2 separate regions of the Drosophila melanogaster genome follow, and region 2 is linked to region 1. The links are chromatin contacts, called in public HiChIP or PLAC-seq maps. All regions are on one chromosome and are shown on one strand. The core of a region is the stretch at or near the end of the contact, and the rest is flanking DNA. Distances in the headings are between cores, read along the strand shown. Region 1 overlaps vtd (verthandi). Region 2 holds the start of Dbp80 (Dead box protein 80).

Region 1 (6,073 bases), core at 584-3,083:
AGTTTTAAAAGGTGGGCAATCGAAATTATTTAGTTTTAAATGGTGGGCAAACGTTTTTTATTGGAAATTTTTATTTTAAAGAGGTGGGCTAAGGAAATTGGTTGTATTTTAAATGTGGGCAATCGAAAAAAAAATTTTGTTAAAGGTTTTTTAAAGGGTGGGCAAACGATAAAAACTAATAATAATGGTTGGGCAAACGTTTTTTGTTGATAATATTTGGTTTTAAGAGATGGGCAAACGATTTACTCTCTGATTAGACCGAGGTAAACTTAAAAGCCTTATATTTTCTAAAGTATAAATTTTTTCAAAATTCTAAAGGGTGGGCAAACGTGGGCAAACGATGTTATTGCGATTTAAAAAAAAAAATTTTGAAAAAAGCGAAATTTTTGATTTTCGAAAATTTTCGAACCTTTTCGAAAATTCATATCTCAAAAACTGGACGTGGGCAAAAAAAACTAATTGGTGGGCAAACATGGGCAAAAAATGGGCAAACGATTCCAGCTTTCAAATTTAAAAAATTCGATTTTTCCGACCCCAGCTTCTTTGAGCTTACATATATATATGAATTAAAATATTATTTGATGTTTTTAAACGAGATTCGTAGTTTTGCGAACTTTTGAATTTTTTGAATGTTTGCTTATACTGTTCTATTTTAGGATAAAATATTTGATAATGACGTTTTGGAAAATATTGAGTCTCTGGATCCACATTCATTGGACGCCCATGCTGATATGCCTGGTTCTCGATTGGATGGTGATGGGTTTGGAGATTCTTTTGGACGTAAGTATAATCAATATCATCAATTACAAATGATATTAGCTGGATATATATATGGATAAACCGCGTAAAAGTAGAAATCTAAGAAATATATCCTCAAATATATATCAGTCGAAAGTATCCTTAAAAAAATTAATTCAGTTGTAAAATACTCCGTCATAAAAGTTGCCTTAGTCTAGTAATACACTTTCTTCAGTCTGTTGTTTTTTTCTTATTTGTCATCTGTCATCCATATGGATTTGAATATCTTAAATGCCTCTATAAAATAATTTTTAATCTTATGATCTGATTTATATACTAATGATGCGGTAATGAGCATTAGGAGTTGTGATACAAAAATCATTTGGTACAACCATATTTGGTATGGTGGTATACAGTTACAAAGTATTTTTTAAAATTAATTTGTAACTTAGGCGGACGTAAGTATCTTAAGGTGAAAATTTTCTTTCTTATTACATTTTTTTTTTCTTATTACATTAATGCATAAATATTGTAAAGAGCTTGTTTTCCTAGTTCTGCCACTACGAGTTGAAATGGCTGGCTCAGAGGGTTTTGTCTGTTTGCCCAAATTTATGATTTGTGGGTGATTATGATTATGATTTATAATTCTTCAGCTGTATTGTTTGAATACTGGCTCTGGACTTCTACTGCCATTGTGTGTCAGCTCAATTGAGACCTACGAAGTTATGGTGGCGAATCTGCAAGGTGTATCGTCCGTTAGGTCGAACCAAAGCTCTTACCAGAACCACCTTTGCGAACACCCGAAAATGCACGTATGTTAGAACCACTCCTGAAACAGGACACCAGATTCCACGATCCCTTCTGACCACGCTATGCCCACGTCGTCTCCCAACGGTCCGTCCTGAATAAGCCCTAGGATATTATGGTGGCTTGGCCGCTAGGTGTGTCGTTCCTTAGGTCGAACCAGGGATCTTCCCAGAACCACCTTCGTAGACAGCCAAGAGCACATCTGTTGGGACCGTTCCTCTCACAGGACACTAACCAATGCCTTCACAGTCCCTTCTGACCGCGCCAGGTCCTTGTCCTCTTCCGTGTTCTTGCTGAGCGTTGGTCTGCTCCCTCACTTGCAGTGATCAACCTCGTACTACCGTTCCTAATGCTCACCTTGTGATCTCACTCATTGTCCTTTTTTCTCGGTCTTCTACACCAAATCGAAAGGTCTAGGTGTACATTCTGCGCTTTTCTTTTCTTCTTCTTTTTCTTTCTTCTTGGCTATGAGATGATACTGAGTGTGTGGTCTTAGTGGGCGAACAAGTAATGACCTAGGTAAGGGTCAAAATCTAAAATGTTGTGTTGCTTATCTGAAAGTTCCGAATCAGATGAAACCGTTAATGGGCCAGAAGTGACCAAAAGTTTAGGGGTAGCTTGTAATAGTTTTCGTCGAGATGATTATCTCCTTTCCGCTCCAGACTCGCAGCTTTTAGAGGTGACTCCAAAGCCATAACTATTTTTATACTCGTTTCTCGTCGAGTGAAAGGATATAAAAGGTACTTGGAAGAGTATGTAACAGATAGACGGAGGTGTTTCCGACCAGATAAAGTATATATATTCTTGAGTAGGATCAATAGCCGAGTGGACCTGGCCAAAGACATTAGAATAACAAGATTTTTAATTCGTTTGCTAAGGCACTACTTTCATTTGTGTACTTAATGCATCAACAATCAATTTTTTATACACATTTGTTTTTTTTTTTATTATTTTCAAAAATATTTTCAAAAACTTTAATGTGTATTTTGCAAATATTAAAAAATATATCAGATGGTGCCTGTAGTTTCCCGAAGTCCGAGTCTATTGAGTAGTTATTTTCATGTATAAAAGGCTCTGATGGAGCTGTTAAATGCACGGTACTTTTAAAATTACCGATCTGCATTTATCACAACTGGATCCCTTAGCAATATATCCAACAAAATATCTACTGGAACATTATTGCACAAAAAGTTATCTATATTTTGTTCAAAGTATGTACCTCTCATTGTCTTTTACAATTTTAGAAAATGATACAGAGTATTCTTGTTGTTGTATTTTTTTTTAATGAAAGGCTGATATATTATCGAATCGAACTCAATTGGCATCATAACATCATCATCTGATTCGCAATTCGACTTTTGTGAAAATTTAAAAATGTTTAGAGATGGCAATTATTATTTAAATTCGTTAACTGGAGGATTTCTCCAGTTATCACCTTTTGCTAAAATATGTTTTCAATGGGATTCTGGTTAACTCTACTAGTTAAAAAATAGAAAGTGGTCTGTGTGATCCTTAAATAGATATCTTTGATGAATCCAAATATATCTTTAGCTAAAATAAATAAAAATATTAAAACTGTTTACTGCAAAAGTTATATCTTGAGGCACGAAGTGCGGACACAAGCACTCAACAATCATTGCCTTATAAATTTTTCACACGTCGCAAGCTGAATACTCTAATGACAAATATTCTAATATAAAGTCGTTTTTGAAATTTATTTTGTGATATTATGATTCGGGTGTTACTATTTCTAAGCTATATTTGAATAATAATAACGTTAAGGCAATGCCAAGCAAGAATTTTTGGCATGGTGCCAATTGATCAAAAATAATATATAAGAACTTCTAAGGTGAAGGGCATATTTTGTCAAATTTACAATGCATGAGCATACGTGTGCACTCATACAGCTGTCTGCTACCACTGTATGCGTAGAAAAGAGCTGTTCGCTGAAGCGCTCTCTCGGTCTCGAACAAAAATTCGAGACAGCCTGGAGCCATGTCGAAAATATCGTGTGCCAAAAAATCGTATGGCGTTACGCATCTTGTTATTCTAGTGTCTTTGATCGAACAAAATGAATTTGAATGTTTAACAACGTAAATTTTTTCCGATATTGGACACACCATCGTTCCGAAGCAGATATCCGATAAATTTCCATTGACATAATATGCACACAGGACAATCAATTCATTTATTCAAGGCTTTACCCATACCCTATGGCTATAGTGGATTTCGTGAATAAAGTTGTTATAAAAATAATGATGGTTATAGACTTGCGGAAGTTAAACTTAAAGAAAGATTATTTTTTCGAAACGCCGTGAGGACAATTTGCTGTCGCAATCATCAGAATTGCAATTGCAATTCGTAGTGAGCAGAACCGAAGAAGAGTGGTGTTGATAAAATAGCAGCCATTTCGTAAAAGCAAATCACAGTACAAGCCCATAAGTGAGTGATGTATGTCCATAGATTCCACATTACCCAGAATTTAGCGCAAATTAGTATGGGCCCAAACCACAGTTCAAGCCGCTGGCAGCAAAAACCAAATTAAATGTATTCATGCATCGTTATAGGAGATAGGTTGTCCCGATCCAACAACTGTTTAAAAACTGAAGTGAGGGTGCTATTCCAGTACACGAGTTAATCTCTAAGCTGATTAGAGGGTTAGTGTATTGGGTATTGAATGTTGATGAAACTCCACCGACGACGCGGTTTGAAGCGATAATCTCCAAAACCGCATCTGCGTCCGATCCAGAGAACGACAAATGAGAAAATGAGAAAAACGCGACAAAAATGAAGAGAAATTTAGATGAGAGTGGCAAAACAAAAATAGCACTCTGCCGGTGGGCCTACTTGACGTCGACTATGTCAGCTTATCCTTGAAAAATTTAGATACAGCTTTCAGCTTTATGGCTACCGTAAATTTATGCCAAGATGCAGAAACCTTTTTCTAAGCAGAACATTGAATAGTTCACAAAACCAATTGTATGCCTTTTGTTATTGTTGTGCGGTTTATGAAACAATTTATGACGAATTTTGGGGTAATGATTCAGCAACTGTTGTTGCAACTAAATTTTCTCATGGTTCAATACAGACGATTTGAAATTTAGAATTTAAGATTAGAAAAAGACTTCTTAGTTGTTGTATTTTACCCATCAGCTGATCAGCCTTGATGTGCGAATCAATGGTCACTACAAAGCTATTAAACTGTCAGAGAAGATATGACACAAGGTTCGAAATTGGATAGCATTAACTTCGATATTGCACTCAGAACACGAGTAAAGAGACATAGCAGCGCAACAAAGTTTTACCAGAGTTCGTGTTCTTGGCTGAGCTCCGGAAAAATACTAAAAAAAAGTGGATGAACTAGAGAAAATGCGTAAAAGCTCCGTAAATCAAGGAAACGACTGGTTCTCAAACTTCTCAACACGCGATATCAACGTAGAAACGAAACCAACAAAGAGCAACCTCTACTGACCGTCAACAGCAAGAGGACGAGCTATTGTTCTCCCATTCTGCTCACCCCAACTCCTACATCATCGAGATACCAATACCAAACCCCACCACTGCCGGCTTTGATGGCAGACGCTCCAACAACGAACAGGCCTTAAATCCCTGCTGTCGCAACAATAGCACCACCAAATCAACTACCAATATTGCGGCGCCGACAGCAACAAACCTTGGCCAGCTCCGATAGGCAACAGCGATCCTGACGATACAGATAGGTATGGATCGCTACATCTAGATTAAGCGTAAGCTAATCACCCTAAACACTGTTGGTAATAAGCCAAAGGTCAACCGACAACAGTACCAAGAAAGCAACGATCCAATAAGGATGATAACCGATTTTCTATGTTAGCAGAGGCGGAGAACAATACAGCATGGCTGGGTCAAGAGACCCAAAAGAAACCAAATCCCTTGTCTATTTTTATAAGGGAAAAAAGTTCAAACGACCAGGTCAATAAAATTGCTGCGCTGGGCGGGGACATGTTCCGCATTGTGTAAAAAACCTGGAGGAAACAAAAAAGAATTTCTACACCAAACAACTAAAAAGCAGCAAGGGATTGCTTAGTTGTTAAAGGAATTGAGATTCAAGAAGCCCTTAAGGACATGGGCTTCTGTGACAAAAATGTTAGCACCAGATAACAAAGCCTTAAAGAAAAACGAAGTGCATTGAAGTATGACCGTGGAAGAACCACACAAACGCAACGGTCTTGTACAATGCAATAACTGCCAGGAGTATGGACACACCAAGACACACTGCAGACTTAGGTCACAACTCCGTAATGTACCGTAAACTCCGTAAACAAAGACGACGAAGACAAAAGAATGATGTGAAAACTCTGGAGGAAACCATACGTGAAACTACAAAGGCTCTATCAAAGACACTAGACACTAGCTACTTTTTTGGTGACGGCCAAAATGGCCCACTGTCCGCTCGCTTACGCTGAGAGCGTAAGAAATCTAAAAGTAGAATTTGCTTGCTTGGGTGAGTAAAAACAAGAGACGAGAACGCGTATATGTGTGCGTGTTG
Region 2 (6,586 bases), core at 1,812-4,311, 140 kb after region 1:
CGAAACAGTTTTATAATTTCGTTAGCACTAAGCGAAAAACAATTTCTTACCCTATCTCGCTATTTTTTGAAAACACTACGGTAGCATCGGATCAGGCAATAGCCGATATATTCGCCAAGTTTTTTTAAACAACATATTCAACTTTACCTCATTACGAACAGCCATACTCTTATGCGGTATCTAAGTCGCTGTGTGCTCAGATTCTGTGCGGAAGCCTTACTGAAGCCTTTACTGAAACTCTTTACCTTATCTCTGGAATCTTTACAATTCCCTCATATATGGAAGGAGTCCTTTGTGATTCCTCTTCATAAAAAAGGTAGCAAACTGGATGCAAGCAATTACAGAGGAATCTCTAAATTGTCGGCTATCCCAAAACTTTTTGAAAATGTTATCACTCCTCATTTGCAGCACCTTTGTAGATCAATTATATCACCGTGTCAACACGGTTTTATGAAACGCAGATCAACAATCACTAACCTCTTGGTGCTTACTTCTTTCGTAATACAGGGTTTCAAAAATAATCTTCAAACAGATGTCATCTATACTGATTTTACGAAAGCATTTGACTCTGTTAATCATTACCTTCTAATAAGAAAACTTGATCTTTTAGGTTTCCCTGTTGATCTTCTAAATTGGATTTCAAGCTATTTGAATGGCAGGACACAACAAGTCCTCTTTAAAAATTCTTTATCTTCTATTCTCCGAGTCACATCCGGTGTCCCACAAGGGAGCCATCTTGGTCCGCTTCTTTTTACCTTATTCATCAACGACCTCCTCTTAGCAATAAAACATCCGCGTGTACTTATGTACGCAGACGATGTTAAATTATGCCTCCAGTACAAGGACACTTCGTGCCATTTGGACTTACAATCCGATCTAGATCGATTTCAAATATGGTGCCGTGATAACGTGTTAGACTTAAATGGCAAGTGTAAAGTTATGACCTTTTGTCGTGCCAACCCAATACGCATGACTTACACTCTAAGTGGATGCAATGTGGACAGAATAACACGAATTGATGATATATGGTGTTCTTCTGGACCCAAAACTAAACTTTTTTTGACCATATTTCGTCTATTATCAATAAGGCCAGGGGTGTCCCTTTTATAAAATGGTGGTCTTAGGAATTTGATGATTCCTTACTTGACTAAAACCTAACTTATTTCGTTAGTCCGTCCGATTCTCGAGTAAGGATCAACTGTTTGGAGTCTACAATACGCAGTCCACTCGGACCGCATGGAATCGGTCCAAAAAAACTTCTTACTTTTTGCCTTGGGGCGCCTTAATTGGGATGCAAACCGTATATTACCTCCTTATTCCAGTAGACTACTTTTAATTAATTTACCGTCCCTAGCTAACCGTAGAACTACGCTTGGAATAGTCTTTATTTGTAAGTTTATTCGTGGGGATGTTGAGAGTCCCGACTTGATTCGGCTTAACTTCTCGGTTCCAAGTAGGTTCACCAGAAACGATATACCCCTTATTTTAAATCATTCTAGATCTAACTATGAGTTGCATGACCCTTACAGAGTTTTATGTTCTGACTATAATAGACTTTATTCTATTATCTGTAATCTTGACTCTCTGCCGCTCTTTAAGCAATCGATTTTAACTTTTTTATTACATAATTGGATCCTACTAACACTAATATTTAATATGGTTATTTTACATTATATTCATTTCCTCGTTCCTGTTCTTTTTTATATCGCGTCTATCCCCTCGGGAATCGAGCTGTACGATATACGGCAGCGCCCTTGGACGGTTGGGCGGGAGGTGTGGCCGTTGGACCCGTGTAGTTGTTTTTCCTGTCCTTAACCACGATACCTATAGAACCCAGAAAAAATTTTAATTTACGTGATTATACCCAAATTGACATATTTACTACATACTAATTATTTTCAGTTACAACGTTTCTGTTAAGTCTCGTTATTATTGGGGATTACATTTGCATCCAAATTATACCCAATCTTCTTACTGATACAGCGATTTTAACCTAAATTGTTGTAAGATATAGTAATAGTTGCTATCTTCAAAACATGTAAGGAAAGATACTAGATGATACTGATACTAGATACATATGTATATGAATTATTCATTTTCATTGTCTAAAGCTACTATGATAAATTTACTAATATTTATTTACCACTCTCCCGTTAGGGCGAGGGTCACAATATTCAAGTATTTATTAGAATCCGGTCCCGGTTCACCGCGTGAGAACTGCTTGTGTTAACTTCTCCGTTTGTATAGTCATGAAGTCGTACCGTTGCGTCTGTCCTAACAGTCGTTGGTACAAGAATTAGAATACCGTAACCTAAAAAGATATAAAAAGATTGGAAGCTCTATGACATAAAGACGACTCTGCTATTGATCCTGATCAAAAATATATATACGTTATATGGTCGGAAACGTTTCCATCTGAGTGTTATATACTTTTCAACGAATCTAGTGTAATGTGGAGATAAATTTAAAATTTCTGAGAAGGGACCTAATCAAGGGAAGGGTGTACATTTGACTCATGAAATTAACATAAAAGTATCGCATTGTGCGCTGGTCTCTTAGCATAATGCTTGTCATGCCATGGAGAGATAATCTTGTGGGGGGAAATCTACTTAAGATGCTTAGCCGGCATCCATATGCTGCACGTCCTTCTGCCCAAGTCCTCATCAGGTATGTGGCACTTATATGGCGCCGAGACCGATCCAATGAGTCTTAACGTAATAACTGGAACACTCCTAAAAGATCATTGTAACATCATTATAACCAAATATTTTTTTGAATATATGATATCATATAAGATTATATATCGTATTTATTTAATCATATTGAAAGTTAAGAAATCAATGCTTATATTAAATTATATCTGGTTTACATATTACATGCTCGTCTAAAATTCAGACTATTTCGGCAATTTTTGTAAAACCTCTCAAGCTTTTCCAACCAGTCTTATGATGAATGTTAGAATTCGGTGTAAAACAATACAATAAATTATGAAAGTGTGTTCTGGATGAAGCTATGTGGAAATAGGCTATTATTTAACATGTCAGTGTAATTATTTTTAGGAAAGACCAGTTGGTCACTCTGACGTTAAAAATAAAAGTAACTTATTAATTCTATTTAAACATGGGTGATTGGGCTAAAAAAGCAGAGGACCAGGAGGTTTCTAAGCTGGTATTTGCCTTTTATTATAATTGTTTGTAAATATATTTTTCCCACTCGTTTTATTTAGGTCGACAAACTTAACCTAGACTCTAAATCTGGAGAAGAAACCGATTTCGACGTCGCTGAGTAAGTTTTGCTATAAATATTACATCCACATGCATTACTGTATTAATTTAGTATTTTACTATTTTATATCTTAATAAATGACCTGGAAAAGATTAAAAGATATTTAAAAAAGATTTAAATTATTTATAATTCCTTTTAAATTATTCGGTTCATCTTTGTTTACTTTTACAAGCTCTCTAAGAGCGTTAATTTATACGAGTGCGTACCGGCAGACCTTAAACAATGTCGCACCAAAGACACTAGATTATTCTAGGGTCTTTGGTCGCACCAACGTTTTTGTACCAGCAGTCATGATACTCCATGCGATTTAACCGCAACTTCACGAAAAAACAACAATTTTTGGCTTCTGGCTACATAAGTCATTTAATCCATATTAAGCATTTTAAACAAAACATGATTTTGTGGGTGTGCAAAATGAATGCCTTTGAAAACAAATCAACTCTTTATTAATTTCCTTTAAAAATATTCTAATTTATATATACAGTTTGTCAAGAAACTGTTTACACACTGTGAAATAAGTTGAATTTTTGACTTTAAAGCTAAAAATTAAGGCTTTTTTGCTTAATTAAACGCAATTTTTTTATTCAATATAATTAAACAATATTTATTTTACTTATAAATCAAAAAACAAATTAAAAATATTCAATATACAAGAAAATAAACAAGAAATTCCAAACTTTTGAGACTGTCAAGAAACTCTACACATTTTGTTTTCCTGCTTTGTTTTGCTCTTTTCCTTAGAACTCGGTTTTTCCGTTATTTTTCTTTGCATTTCTTTTTACAACGCTTCTATTGAAATTTTTTGACATTGCTTGGGAAATTTTGCTGATCGAACGTGCTTAAAGTAAATTATTAAATTTGATAAAATGCCTGGAAAGAGATTAACTTTTGAAGTTACCCAATTAATAAACTATAACCACCAGTTGGGAAAATAAATTCCAGAATTAGTATAAATGTTTTCTGTATCCCGTAAAACCGTCTACAATGTTTTAAATCGCTCGGAAAAAGAGGGCAGGCTTGAACCTAAGAGTGGTGGTGGGCGGAAAACCAAAATTAACCAAGTCAACCTACGCCATAGGTACTCTCAAGAGTTGCAATAAAAAAGCCTTTGCTGTCAGATGCCAATATTGAAAAGCGTCATTCATTCGCTGTGAGCAATGTGGATCATCCGGAAGAGTACTGGGATGACGTCATATTTTGTGACGAAACTAAAATACTGCTCTTTTATAACGATGGGCCAAGCAGAGTATGGCGCAATAGTCAAATAGTGGGAAAAGATCCCGCTTGAATATGACCTCCAAAAACTTATCTATTCCATAAAAAAAGTGTCCAACTTGTAGCCAATGACAATGGGGAACATACTACTAAAACTTTTAAAATTTTAATGAAATAATTTAAAAATTTAGTATTAAACTTCGATTTAGTGTTTTGTGTAAAGAGTTTCTTGACAGTCTCAAAAGTGTGTAAACTTGGAATTTCTTGTTTATTTTCTTGTATATATAATATTTTAAATTTGTTTTATGATTTATAAGTAAAACAAATATTGTTTAATTATATTTTATAAAAAAATTGCGTTTAATTAAGCAAAGAACCCTTCATTTTTACCTTTAAAGTCAAAAATTCACTTATTTCACAGTGTGTAAACAGAGTCTTGACAAACTGTATAAGTGTCATCTAATTTTTTTCTGCACCCCATATAAGCTTTCCATTTATAGAATTATTCAACTTTTGAGGGAAACAAATTTCCAAAGCTCTCGCTTAAACAGTTTTCTAAATATCACATCAAAGATTTTTTCTCAAGGGGCGATCTGGTGACGCGGAGTGTACATGTGTACATATAAAAAAAACTTATCTTACCCATTACTCACTCGTGTAGTAAATGGGTATACTAGATTCGTTAAAAAGTATGTAAAACGTAGGAGGTTGTATTTCCGAACATGTAAAGAATATATATAATTGATAAGGATCAATAGCCAAGTCGATCCATGTCCTTCTGTTTGTCCGTTCATAAACGTCGAAATCTAAGGAACTATAGGAGCTAGAAGGTTGAGATTAAACATACAGATTTTAGAACTCCAACGCAGTCCAGGAATAGCTGCATGCAATCAAAAAATGTACTGCTAAATGGAATGTGGCCATTAACTCGTCAAAGTCAGCCTGTGTAACTTTTTCCCTGCGGCCCGGAACTTGCACAGGTCTGACTTTCGATAGAAACCCCATCATCAATGTCACATCGCACTGCTACCTAGGAGTTCATCTAGATCGGAGACTGACCTAGAGGGCCCACAGCACGTCAGTCTAATTTAAGTTACTGGCGAAGCTAAAAAAGCTCGACTGGCACTTCCACTCCAGCAAACTACAAATGAGCTCTGAGGCTCTTTTAATCAAAGCCATACTTGCTCCAACGTGGATTTATGCCATCCAGGTGTGGGGAATTGCCGCCAAATCCCAGCTCAATAGGCTCCGTGTGGTCCAGTCGAGAGCTGCACGTCACGCATCTGGGCTCCCCTGGTACGTGACGAACAAGGTAATCGAAAGAGGTCTGAAAGTTACCCCTCTTGGGGATCAGATTAATTTTCACAGCAGCCGTTATGCCATCAGGTTTATGGTCCACCCGAACCGACTAGCAAATATCCTATCCGGGTTTCCCATCTCCTGGGTACACCCCATCGATCTCCCTACCCGGAGGATAGTGTTATACTATTATACTATTACACATTAAGTAATTAATAACTAGATAAATTTTTCCTTTTCTACTTAATAATTAAGCAACCACTTGGTCTCATATACCTTTATACACACATTATGTTAAGTTCAGAGGAATTAACTGAACGATTCCTTTGGAATCAAAATAAATAGTATGAAGCATTAGTCTTTAAAATTTCTATCGATATCACACTAGCTGAGTAACGGGTATCTCATAGTCGGGGAACTTGACTATAGCATTATCTCTTGTTCTGTAATGTCTAAATACTTGTGCATTTTCCACAAATTAGCATATCGTAATTATTTGAAAAACTGTACATAAAATGGTTTATTTCTTTTTAAAATTCTTTTGCTGGGTAAGATAATCAAGTTCAACGTAATAGGGCATTTTGATGTTAAAACTTCACATCTTGTATTTTTAATAAAATACATTTTTATTAATCATATATATCGTGGCGTTTCTATGGGCAACCTTTGTATGCTATTCGTGCTGATTGGGTCTGTTAACTAAACAATTGTGTTTGGTTCTAAGATATTTTGATTTTGCTCGTCATTAATTAAGACGAGTGTGAATACTGTGATACTGTTTTTCATA

What was found. HiChIP or PLAC-seq counts read pairs in DNA pulled down with a chosen protein or histone mark.
Region 2: a POLR2A S2P HiChIP or PLAC-seq map of the Kc167 cell line shows a contact between it and region 1, with 4 times the contacts expected there. The contact joins the promoter of Dbp80 here to the enhancer-like site in region 1. A contact is called at or near these places in 13 of 107 Hi-C or Micro-C datasets (the Kc167 cell line, the ML-DmBG3-c2 cell line, the S2 cell line and 3 more) and 2 of 6 datasets of contacts at active chromatin or transcription factors (the Kc167 cell line and the S2 cell line).

Annotation. Positions count from the first base shown.
Region 1 is chr3L:27,139,463-27,145,535 of dm6, forward strand. vtd (verthandi) reads left to right here. Exons shown (of 9, transcript NM_001300711.1): 3 at 657-780. Among named protein-coding and RNA genes, the nearest start is that of vtd, 6.0 kb to the left of the region's middle. Within about 2 kb of position 1,834, at least 6 of the 39 cell types and tissues checked have an H3K27ac peak or open chromatin away from gene starts, as enhancers often do. A contact at or near this core is called in the Kc167 cell line, where this site is marked.
Region 2 is chr3L:27,276,255-27,282,840 of dm6, forward strand. Dbp80 (Dead box protein 80) reads left to right here and starts at 3,062. Exons shown (of 12, transcript NM_001276241.1): 1 at 3,062-3,168; 2 at 3,227-3,285. The coding sequence starts at 3,121.